Linked DNA regions of Mus musculus: region 2 is linked to region 1. The links are chromatin contacts, called in public Micro-C maps. All regions are on one chromosome and are shown on one strand. Each heading gives the region's core, a stretch centred on a gene start, on an enhancer-like site or on the middle of the called end of the contact. The rest is flanking DNA. Distances are from core to core; before and after follow the strand shown.

Evidence for each region. Hi-C and Micro-C count contacts between places; a contact is called where the count stands out from the background.
Region 2: a contact with region 1 is called in a Micro-C map of granulosa cells, with 2.7 times the contacts expected there. The contact joins the promoter of Cela3b here to the enhancer-like site in region 1. A contact is called at or near these places in 1 of 39 promoter capture datasets (embryonic stem cells), 3 of 15 datasets of contacts at CTCF or cohesin (embryonic stem cells, pro-B cells and stem cell-derived epiblast-like cells), 39 of 484 Hi-C or Micro-C datasets (B cells, the HL-1 cell line, the N1E-115 cell line and 17 more), 4 of 115 datasets of contacts at active chromatin or transcription factors (astrocytes, embryonic fibroblasts, extraembryonic endoderm stem cells and 1 more) and 2 of 9 other capture datasets (adipose tissue and embryonic stem cells).

The regions. Positions count from the first base shown.
Region 1 is chr4:137,083,144-137,088,273 of GRCm38.p6, forward strand. All of the region lies in intron 2 of Gm31648 (a long non-coding RNA gene), which reads left to right. Among named protein-coding and RNA genes, the nearest start is that of Gm31648, 9.1 kb to the left of the region's middle. Within about 2 kb of position 2,063, at least 32 of the 459 cell types and tissues checked have an H3K27ac peak or open chromatin away from gene starts, as enhancers often do. A contact at or near this core is called in the N1E-115 cell line, embryonic fibroblasts and granulosa cells, where this site is marked.
Region 2 is chr4:137,427,792-137,432,921 of GRCm38.p6, forward strand. It overlaps Cela3b (chymotrypsin-like elastase family, member 3B), which reads right to left and starts at 2,729. Exons shown (of 8, transcript NM_026419.2): 1 at 2,669-2,729; 2 at 678-763. The coding sequence starts at 2,708.

The sequences.
Region 1 (5,130 bases), core at 813-3,312:
CAGCAGGAGATCTGCAGCACGTTGTCCCCTACAATAAGACAGGAAGCTGCTTAGCTATCAGGCTGGAAGGCAGGACAAGTGCTAGTGTCTTCTTCATTCCTCAGATGCTCAGCATGGGGCTGCCGCATCTCACAGAGGAAGGAGCTGCCCCCCCCAACCCCGAGACTTCTGCTTCCCTCTGTCCCTACATCACACTTCATGTTTTAAATTTGTATTTACATACTTTTCTCAGGTTCTTTTTTTTTTAAGATTTATTTATTTATTATATGTAAGTATACTGTAGCTGTCCTCAGATACTTCAGAAGAGGGCATCAGATTTCGTTATGGATGGTTGTGAGCCACCATGTGGTTGCTGGGATTTGAACTCAGGACCTTCGGAAGAGCAGTCGGTGCTCTTAACCACTGAGCCATCTCGCCAGCCCCCTTTTCTCAGGTTCTTATCCATTTCTTGATCGGCACATGTACCTGTGAGTATTTAGGTTGGGCAGTCACCACTAGCTAGGATTATGGCTGAGCACCTAGGGAATTGGCGTACCCACCATCCCGATCGATCCGCTATCACTTGTGTTGGGATCTTTCAGCGTTTCTTCTAGCTAGTGAGAATTCCTGTGGGTGGTGGGCCGTGGTCTCCTAGCTCTGCTAGGAAGCAACTCTCCAAGCCGTTTCCGAACCTGTTAACCAGCCCTTCTCCCGATCCCCGTGCCCCACCCTCTTCCTGCCCGGATGACCACACTCCATTCTCTGCTTCCCTGAGAACGACTTCAGCTTTCACACGGGAACGAGCATGGGCTGGTCTTTGTTCTTCTGCGCCTGGCTTATTTCACTTCATAACTGTCTGCCAGGCTCATCCATGCCTTCTCCAACGGCAGGATCTCCAGTTTTTTTTTTTTTTTTTTTATGGCCGAATAGCATTCCGTTGTGTCTGTATTTGTTTCTTTGCTTAGCACTCTGACAGAACACCTGAGAAGAGCAACTTGGGAATGAGGGCTTCGATTTGGCTCATGGTTTGAGGGTGCTGTCCACCGGGCAGCAGGCCACCTTATATCTGACGTTAGAGAGATGGATGTGAGAGCTCGGCTAACTTTGACTTTTATACTCAATCTCGGAGCCCAGCCCATGGAATGACGCTGTCCACATTTAGGATGGGTCTTCCCACCCCAGTTAGCCTAATCTAGTGACTCCCTCGCAGCCAGGCTCAGAACTGCATCTCCTAGGTGATCCTAGACTCTGTCACGTTGATAGCAATATTAACCAGCACACTGGCTCTAACTACACTACATTTTGTTTATCCAGGCATCAGCTAGGTTGGATCTGTATCTTGGCTACGGTGGTTAGAGGTATGGGGAACAGGAGAGGGTCACACTGACTTCCTCTCTTTTAAATGTACCTGGAGGGATGGGGTTGTTATCCATGGTGGCAAGGATGTGGAGAAAAAAATGCAGATGAGTACCCAGATGGTGAACGACATTGTGATGCTTCATAATACTAAAATGGAGCCAGTTTCTGATGCAGCAATCTCTGTCTCTGTCTCTGTCTCTGTCTCTCTCTGTCTCTCTTTCTCTGAAGCCTTGTTCCCCCATGTTCATGGCTATGTGATTCTCCACAACCAGGAAATAGAGTTGACCTTGATGTCCATGGATGAATACACAGGTATGGGGGTGAAGAGACAGACAGACAGACAGACAGACACACAGACACACAGACACACAGACAGAGAGAGAGCTGTTGTGTATTGTGTATGAGACTTCTAGGCAAGCCATCCCAACAGATGATCTGGGGAGTGTTGGGGGTTAATTCTCTATCTAGTGATCATGAAGCTGGGACCCAGCCCTGCCCCCCCCCCCTGGCCCCAGTCATAATATGCCCAGGCTCCTGCTTCTGAGATTTTTTTATAAGGAAGTCAGAGTTCTTGGAAGAGTGAACTTCTGGCCCAATAGTCAAAATACAAGTGAAGTTGACTAAACAAATGAATATGCATTTCGAGGAAGTGAGCTGGAGTTCACGTCTTTACAGTGCTCTAAAGCAGGCATCGGGCTGGTGTCAGCATCCAGGCTTGCTTGGTGGCTGCGCAGACAGCAGCGGAGGTTGCTCTTCTCTGGGCAGAGCACCCAGCCTGGGCTTTGGAGGGGGGAGGGGTGCTCCATGCTCTCTGGGACCTCGACCACGTGGTTTTTATCTGTCTGGTTTGAATTAGAAGCTGGGGCTCATTAGCGGTTTCCTCGCCCAGCCTGGCGCCTGTGAGATACTAACAGTTTATTGTTTCCTTGCTTTTTCTTTCTTATTTCTGTCTTTCTTCCCACCCCCCTCCCACCACTTTCTTTATTATCTCAAATTTCCGCCTCATGCCACAAAAATGCAAAGGCTGCCACATTCCCCAGGGGACACGCAGACACAGTACCTTATACGCCTATGTCCCTCTCCACTCTCTAGCAGCGAAACCAGGTGCCACAGGCTGGGGACCCTCAAGTGACTCCCACAGGTACAGTTTGAAGGAGTGTGTCTCAGCCTGCCTCACATCTAACATACCAAGTAGCCCCAGCTATGCATCTCTGGTGACACAGGTGGCGCTGTCGTCAGCCAGCATTCCTGGAGCCTGAGTTTCTTCCACAGGGTCTGCAGATTCTGGTCCACGAGTCATTCTTAGTAATTCAGCCTTCGCAAGCTGCACATGCACAAGAAGCATTTACCTCCGGGAGTCAGAATAGAAGTCGCCTAGCTCAGACTGTGCATACAGCAAGTGCTTAATAAGCAACACTGTAGATGTCACTCTGCTGAGGTCAGGGTAGCTGATGGGTAAGGGAGATGAAAAGTTGCATTGATTCAGTTTTGGGGTGAAAGAGGCAGGGGACAGCAGAGTCATAGTCATTACCATCATCAGCATCATCGCAGTGACAGCCAACTGCAGTTGTCATCATCACTGTCACCGTCTCTCGCTATAGAGTGAATCCTCCCACTGCTCCTCAACAGAAGAGAGGAAGGAGGGCCAACCAGACCAGGAGGAACCGGGAATGATAAGACCAGAGATCCCTGAGCAAGAGAGATGCTCAGCCAGGGGAATCTGCTAGACAGGAGATGGAGCCCGGAGGACAAGGAAGAGAAGGTAGCTAGAGACTGTCTCGGGTCTGTTTCTGATCATAGTTGGTAACAAGTGACCCCGTGTGCTGGGGACAAAGGTTACCTCTGATTATGGAACCCTCTTAGTGACTGATGATCTCAGACAGGGCAGTGTGAAACCCTGGCTCGAGCCGTCCCATGAAGCATGAGGGGGAGACTGAGATATTGCGACAGAGCCCCAGGAAGTTCCCCATGCATGGCCACCTTGCCTGGCTGGGACAGCTCGTGCCAGCAACTGGCCAGTGGCTTCAGTGTGCACAATAGGGAATGGGGTCCCTCATGAAACTGAACCCGGGAGCTTGGTGTCTGGAGACCACGCCTCTAGGGAGTGACTCCACGGTCCAAGGGCATGAGGCTTTCCCACCCCTCTCTCCTTTTTGGCAACTTTGAATCCAGACCCGTTCCCTCCTGCCTGAAGCCCTGGTCTCAGGACATCACAGGTGCCTCTTTGCCTCCCTCCCTGGCTGTGGCCACGTCTGCCTCTACCTCCCTTTCAAAAGCTTAATAAAGCTGGAGCACATGGAACCTGTCTGTTTCAATTACCTGTGTGACTGCTGTGACCAAACACCTGACAGAAGCATCAGAAAGGAGGAAGGGTTTGAGAGCACGGTCCATCATGGCGGCGAAGGCATGGCGGCAGGAGTGGGAGGCGGCTGCTCACATCGCATATCCAGTCAGTAAGCAGTGGATATTGATTCTCAGCTTCCTTTTTCCTTTTTATTTCATCAGAACCTCAGCCCACGGGATGGTGCCACCACATTAGCGTGTGTTTCCCCATCTCAGTTAACCTGATCTAGAAATTCCCTCACAGACATCTCCAAGGTTGTTCCCTATCTGATTTTAGACCCTGTCTAGTTGACAGTATTAACCATTGTCTAGGCTCTGTCTATACTCCTCCTGAGCCCTGCTGAGACTCTGTGTACTCTCCTTGTGAGTTCCTGCACTGTGAGTTTGTAGGTTCGAGTCTCCTGCACACTGCTGACCCCTCTGCCTCCATCCAGCTCTGCTTTCTGCCTGAGATTTTCTAGTTCCTCTTAGAGGTGTCTTGCCACCTCTTCCAAGGTACTTTTGACTCCGCTCCTCCTCCTGTCTTAGTCCTGTAGGTACACAATACCCAGGTCACCCAGTTTCCAACCATGGACTTGTCCTGCCTTCCCTCTCCACTTCCTACCAGCATCCGTCCACCAGTGGATCTGGTAGGCAGTGCTTTGATCACAGGCACTGACCCCTGCCACCCCTGAACCTACTCTGCTCCCAGTGGCTTAGTCCCTGTGGCGCAGCCAGCCTGCCCCATCCCTTGACTGCCTGTTAGCTGCTATCCCCCATCTAGTGATCTTTCAAATGTGGATGTCAGATTTTATGGCCTCTCTGCTTAAGGTCTCAAGAGCTTCTCAGGTGATGTCATAGCCGTCCCGGCAATCCTGTCTCTCTCCTGCCTGCTCCGGGCCTATTACTCTTCTGCTCACTCTTTCCCAGACCCAGAGTCATCCTTCCTGTTCCTTGTCCTGCAAACTTGTGTGAGGCTCACCCTGGCCTCAGGGCTGGAGTGTTCACTATACTTCAGGAGTGGATCACACACTCTACCTGTCCATACAACTCCCCCCTCTGTGTGTCATTTTCCCCCAACTCTGTCATTCAAAAGGCCTTCCCTGGTGGCCTTTCTTGATGTCCTGCCTTGCATCTCTTGCTGCCTTCCACCCCTCTCCGTTCCGCCCACCCTGCTCTGTTCTTTACAGATGGATCCAGTATCCATCACTGTCTCAGAGCTTCCATCTCTCCCTTGAACCAGGGGCTTTGCCTGTTCTGTTCCCCCTGTGCCTGGCACCGAGCCTGGCACACAGCTGGTGCTCCAATATGAATTAACTAGATGCTTCAATACATGAGCGTTCACAAGGCTGAATTGAGTGAATGTATTCACCGGAGTCCCACACGCATGTGTGTTTGTTGAATGAATGAATGTGAGGTTGTGGTTTTGTCTTTTAACCATTGGTTGCTTGAAGACAGATTCATAGCTCA
Region 2 (5,130 bases), core at 1,479-3,978, 350 kb after region 1:
GGTCTTAAGCTGCCAGACTAGGAACTGAACTCAGGTCCTCTGGAAGATCAGCAAGCACTCTTCACCACTCAGCTCTCTCCAGGTCTGGGTTTGGTTCTTGAGACAGGGTCTCTTAGAAGTCAGAGTGACATCAAACTTGCTGTGTAGCTGAGGCTGATCTTGAACTCCTGATCCTTCTGCCTCTACTGGGTTACAAGTTTGTATGGAACAACTATGTCTGCCTTACTTTATAGTAAACTATAGTCACACGTGGCTTGTGACTATTGTTAGACAGGGAGTTTAGCCCTATGAACATCTCCCCATGAACCTCTATGAAGTTCCTAACCCTTTTAAGCTCCCAGAACTTTGACCCTTTTGTAGAACCCAGGGAGATTAGAAACAAAATCTTTCCTCTAAACACAGCCCCCGAAGTTCCACTGCTATTAAGCCAATCTCTTAAGCACCACCCTTTCCCCAAATTCCACTTTCAAATCCCAGCCGAGATTGCAGATGGAACAGTTACAACCTCCAAGAAATATCTCTCTCCAAGAGTTTCCGGCCTTTTGAAGTCAAAGAAGGGAGTGGAGAGGAACTGGTGGGGTCAAGGCAGGCTGCCATGTCACCAGACCTGGGGTTCAGTGCCCATAGTAGAAGCAGGCGTGGGGAGTGGTGGTGGGGGCAGCTGCTGTCACTCTTACCTGCCAGGGCCAGCTGTGGGGAACAGCTTCCTCGCCATTGACAACTCGGCTGGAGGGGTTGTGGGAAGGCTGTCCACAGCCTGAGGCTAGAGGTGACAATTGAGAAGCCAGTCAGCCAGAGTGTCCTCAGAAGAAAGGGGTCGGGGTGGGAGAGCTGGTGTTTGAGCATGGTGCATTTGGAGGCAGAGGCAAGCTGAATTCTGTATATTCAAGGCCAGCTTGACCTATATGGTGAATTCCAGATCAGCCAATGCTACACAAAGAGATCCTGTCTAAAAAGAAAAAGAAAGAAGCAAAAGAAGAGGAAGAGGAGGAAGAAGAGATTGAGGAGGGAGAGGAGGAAGAGGAAGAAGAGGAGTATAAAGAAGAGGAAGAGGGGGAAGAAGAGAAAGAGGAAGAGGAGGAGGAGGAAGAGGAGGAGGAAAAGGAAGGGGAGGAAGAGGAGGGGGAGCCCTTCCCCTCTCTAGACTTCACTAGCCAGGTATGAAGTAGTGTTTATGCATTTAACCTACAACAGGGCTTCCCAGAGTCAGAGGAGGGCAGGGTCTCTTTTATCTCAAAGACTAAAGACTTGGGACTGAGCCTGGTAGTCAGGGAGCCCCCAAACTCTGAAACCAAAATGCTGGGCATTAGGGTGTGATCCCAGCATTGAGGATTCGAGCTCAAAGGATCAGCCACTGGTTTGAGGTAAGCCTGGGCTAACAGAGTGAAATCTTTTACCCCACCCCAAAAGAAAAAAAGAGGGCTGGCTGCGTGGTAACCCGGGCTAATGACCTGAGTTTTATCCCTGGGATCCCAACAGAGAGAACTGACTCCTGCAAGTTGTTCTCTGGTCTCCACGTGAGCTCTGTAACACACATACAGTCCCTAACAAATAAATAAATGTAATAAAAAAAATTAAAAATGGCAGCTAAAAGTGACATGCTAGCTCAGGCCTGTAGTCCCTGTGCTTGAGAGAGGGAGGCAGTGGGATTGCTAGGAATTCAAGGAAAGGCAGGCTGAGCTATAACATGAGACTTTCTATTAAAAAAAAATTCTTTTTAAAAAGGTGATTTATACCGGGCGTGGTGGCGCACGCCTTTAATCCCAGCACTCGGGAGGCAGAGGCAGGCGGTTTTCTGAGTTCGAGGCCAGCCTGGTCTACAAAGTGAGCTCCAGGACAGCCAGGTCTATACAGAGAAACCCTGCCTCGAAAAACCAAAAAAAAAAAAAAAAAAAAAAAAAAAAGGGCTGGTGAGATGGCTCAGTGGGTAAGAGCACCCGACTGCTCTTCCGAAGGTCCGAAGTTCAAATCCCAGCAACCACGTGGTGGCTCACAACCACCCGTAATGAGATCCGATGCCCTCTTCTGGTGTATCTGAAGACAACTACAGTGTACTTACATATAATAAATAAATAAATCTTTAAAAAAAAAAAAAGGTGACTGACCTATGAAGTGGCTGTTTGAGTGACACAGCTGGGTACGAAGTGAAACTCGGCCACCGACTCAGGATGGCTGTGTTACTTTAAAAGTCAGTTTCCCCACTGACTCCAAACTAGGCTGACTTACCTGGGGTCATAGAAGAAAAACAACCTGTCCCACCGTCACCTGCCTGACATAGTAGACACTTAGAAAATGCCATCGGGTACAATATGGTCGGCCAAGGGAAGCTTTGTGGGCTGTGTCACAGAAGACTGAAAGTTTGAGTTGGAGCCATCAAACCTCAGAGTTCAGACCTTAAGTCAGGAGGTCATCCATTGTCCCCTCAAGGAGTCTTGCCCCGTGGGCTCCCAGTCTTTCTGAGCTGGGTCATCTGAAGCTTGCCTGCCTCCTCCACTCCTGGCCATGAACCAAGCTCAAGGCCCTACAGTCCTGTCCTAGTTGAAGCTGAGACCTTCTGTAGAAGTAGGTATGGGGTGTCACCCAGGGAGGCAAAGAGTGAGGGTCTGTCATATTTCAGGGGCTCCCAGGCTGATGCAGCAAGGAGACATGGGACAAGCTGAGGGCTTACCAAGGGCCACAAGCAGGAGGGAACTCAGCAGTCGGAGCATGGTGAGCTTCAGGGTGATTAGAAAGAGATGTGGAACCGGGACTTTAATATAGTGCCGGAGGCAGGTGGAAGGGCTGGCCCCAGACCCCACTCCCACAACAGGTGGCAGAACACCAGCTTTTTCAAGGCCCAAGGCCACACACCAACCACTGTAGATTAGAGAGCAGGAGCTGAAGGAGGGACCTCAGACTTCCTCCAACCTGTGATTGCACAAGTGGTAGAGAACGGCCAACTGATAAGAGAGGGACAGGCAAAGGGTTCTATTAGACAGGCCGGGCTTTCCCAGGGAAGGCTAGAATAGCAGAGCTGATCAGGCCTGGGTTCAGATCCTGGCTTTGTCTATTGAGTGCTTAGTTTGACCATGGTGTCTCAGAGCTCTAGTCTCCTGCATGGGATTAATATTGATGTCCACCTCCATAAGAGACTGTTTCTGAGTACTTTCTCTGCTGTATTAGGGCTCTTTCTAGGGCTGTGAGCAGACAGCACATGATCCCAGTCTGCTCACAGTCTGCCTAGTGATGGCACAAGATGAACCCACAATTTTTTGTTTTTGTTTTTTGGGGTTTTTTTGAGACAGGGTTTCTCTGTATATCCCCACTGACCTGGACCTCACTCTGTAGACCAGGCTGGCCTCGAACTCAGAAATCCACCTGCCTCTGCCTCCCAAGTGCCAAAATTTTTAAGAAGCTGTCTCTAACCAGTGAGGGTGGGTGCCATACGGAAACAAAACATGGGTGATCAGGAGGGGACCCCTCCCTTCCCATTTGTCTTGGGAGGTTGAGGCAGAGTGACATATTGACTCTGGAGACGATATGCATGCAAGTGAGTCCTGAAGCCAGCCATGGGAACGGGTGGAGGGTAGACACTCAACTCAGGAGTGGCTTGCTCAAGAAAAAAGAGGGGCAGGGGTCTGGAGTCAACGAGGAGCTGGGTGAGGTGGCATCGTCTGTGTTCCCAGCTGCTCCAAGGCTGAGGCAGGAGGGTTATGAGTTGGTGGTCAACTAGGGTTGCACAGCAAGGCCCTGTCTCAAAGCAAAAAAATAAAATGGGTCTGGAAGCACAACACAGGGCCTCAAAGTAAGGCCTTTGGTTTTGTCCTTGTCAAGGAGGGGGAGGAGGAGGAGAGGGATATGGAGACAGAAGAGGAGACAAGGAAGAAGCAACCAGGTGAGGGGAGGAGGAGAAGGGAACAGGGAGGAGGAGAAGGAAGGAAAGAGAGGAATATAAAAGAGGAAGCAGGCTTGCTAAGATGACCTGGCACCTAAAGACGCCCATCGGGCCTCACGACCTGAGTTGGATCCCTGGGGCCCACCTGTTACAAGGAGAGGACCAACTCCTCTCCTCTGAGTTGCCCTCTGAGCTCCACGCATGCTGGGGCATGTGCACCCACTCCCATCACACACACACACACACACACACACACACACACACACACACACACACACACACAGAAGCAACAAAAATGCAATCGAAAGCTTTAACTAAAGGAGCTTGGTGAGGATCCTGCCAACGCACTGTCAACCAAGCTGAAGAGCTTGATGCTGGCACCTTCCCTGGGCTCCTTTATCTGCAGGGGCAAGGTCTCTTGCTGACCCCAGAGCTGGTGATTTGGCTGGTTTAGAGCCCTGTTCTCTGCCTTGCGAGTGCTGGCCGCACCGTGCCTTCTTCATGTATCCACCTCCTCAGCCGCTTTACTCCCCCACCCCACCCCTATTGGTGGGGATAGATTCCAGGGCCTCATGCATGCGGAGAGCCACCATCGAGCCACACACTAGCACAGGGCACAGGGCACAAGCCAGCATTCTTCTTTTTGTTTTAGATTTATTTATTTATTTATTTATTTATTTATTTATTTATTTATTTATTTATTTATTTAATGTATGTGAGTACAATGTCACTCTTTTCAGACACACCAGAAGAGGGCGTCAGATCCCTTTACAGATGGTTGTGAATCACCATGTGGTACCTGGGAAGTGAACTCAGGACCTCTAGAGGAACAGTTAGTTCTCTTAATCCCTCCAGCTCCCCATTCCCTTTTGAGACATCATTTTCCTGGGTCTGTGTAGCCTTGGTAGACCAGTCTGGCCTCATCTTCCTGCCTCTAACTCCTGACTGCTGAGACTAAAGGCATACACCACCACTGTCTGGTTTAGGGCCAGCATCCTGTGTGAACAAGGCAAGTACACAAACCCTCCTTGTCCCCGTCCCCCATGTTCCCCATGTTCCCCTCTTTCAGCTAAGTCCTGCTGAGTCTCCTGAGCATGTGTTCAGGATCAGTGTGGCATGCATACATCTTCCTCTGACTCCTACAAATAGAAGCCAAGGGGAGGGCAACACTTAGCTGTCTAAGTGGACCCTTGCTAATAGAGGTATCCCGTAGGCCAGGAGGGATTTGTTTAAGGTTTTGGGTGCCGCCCATCTAA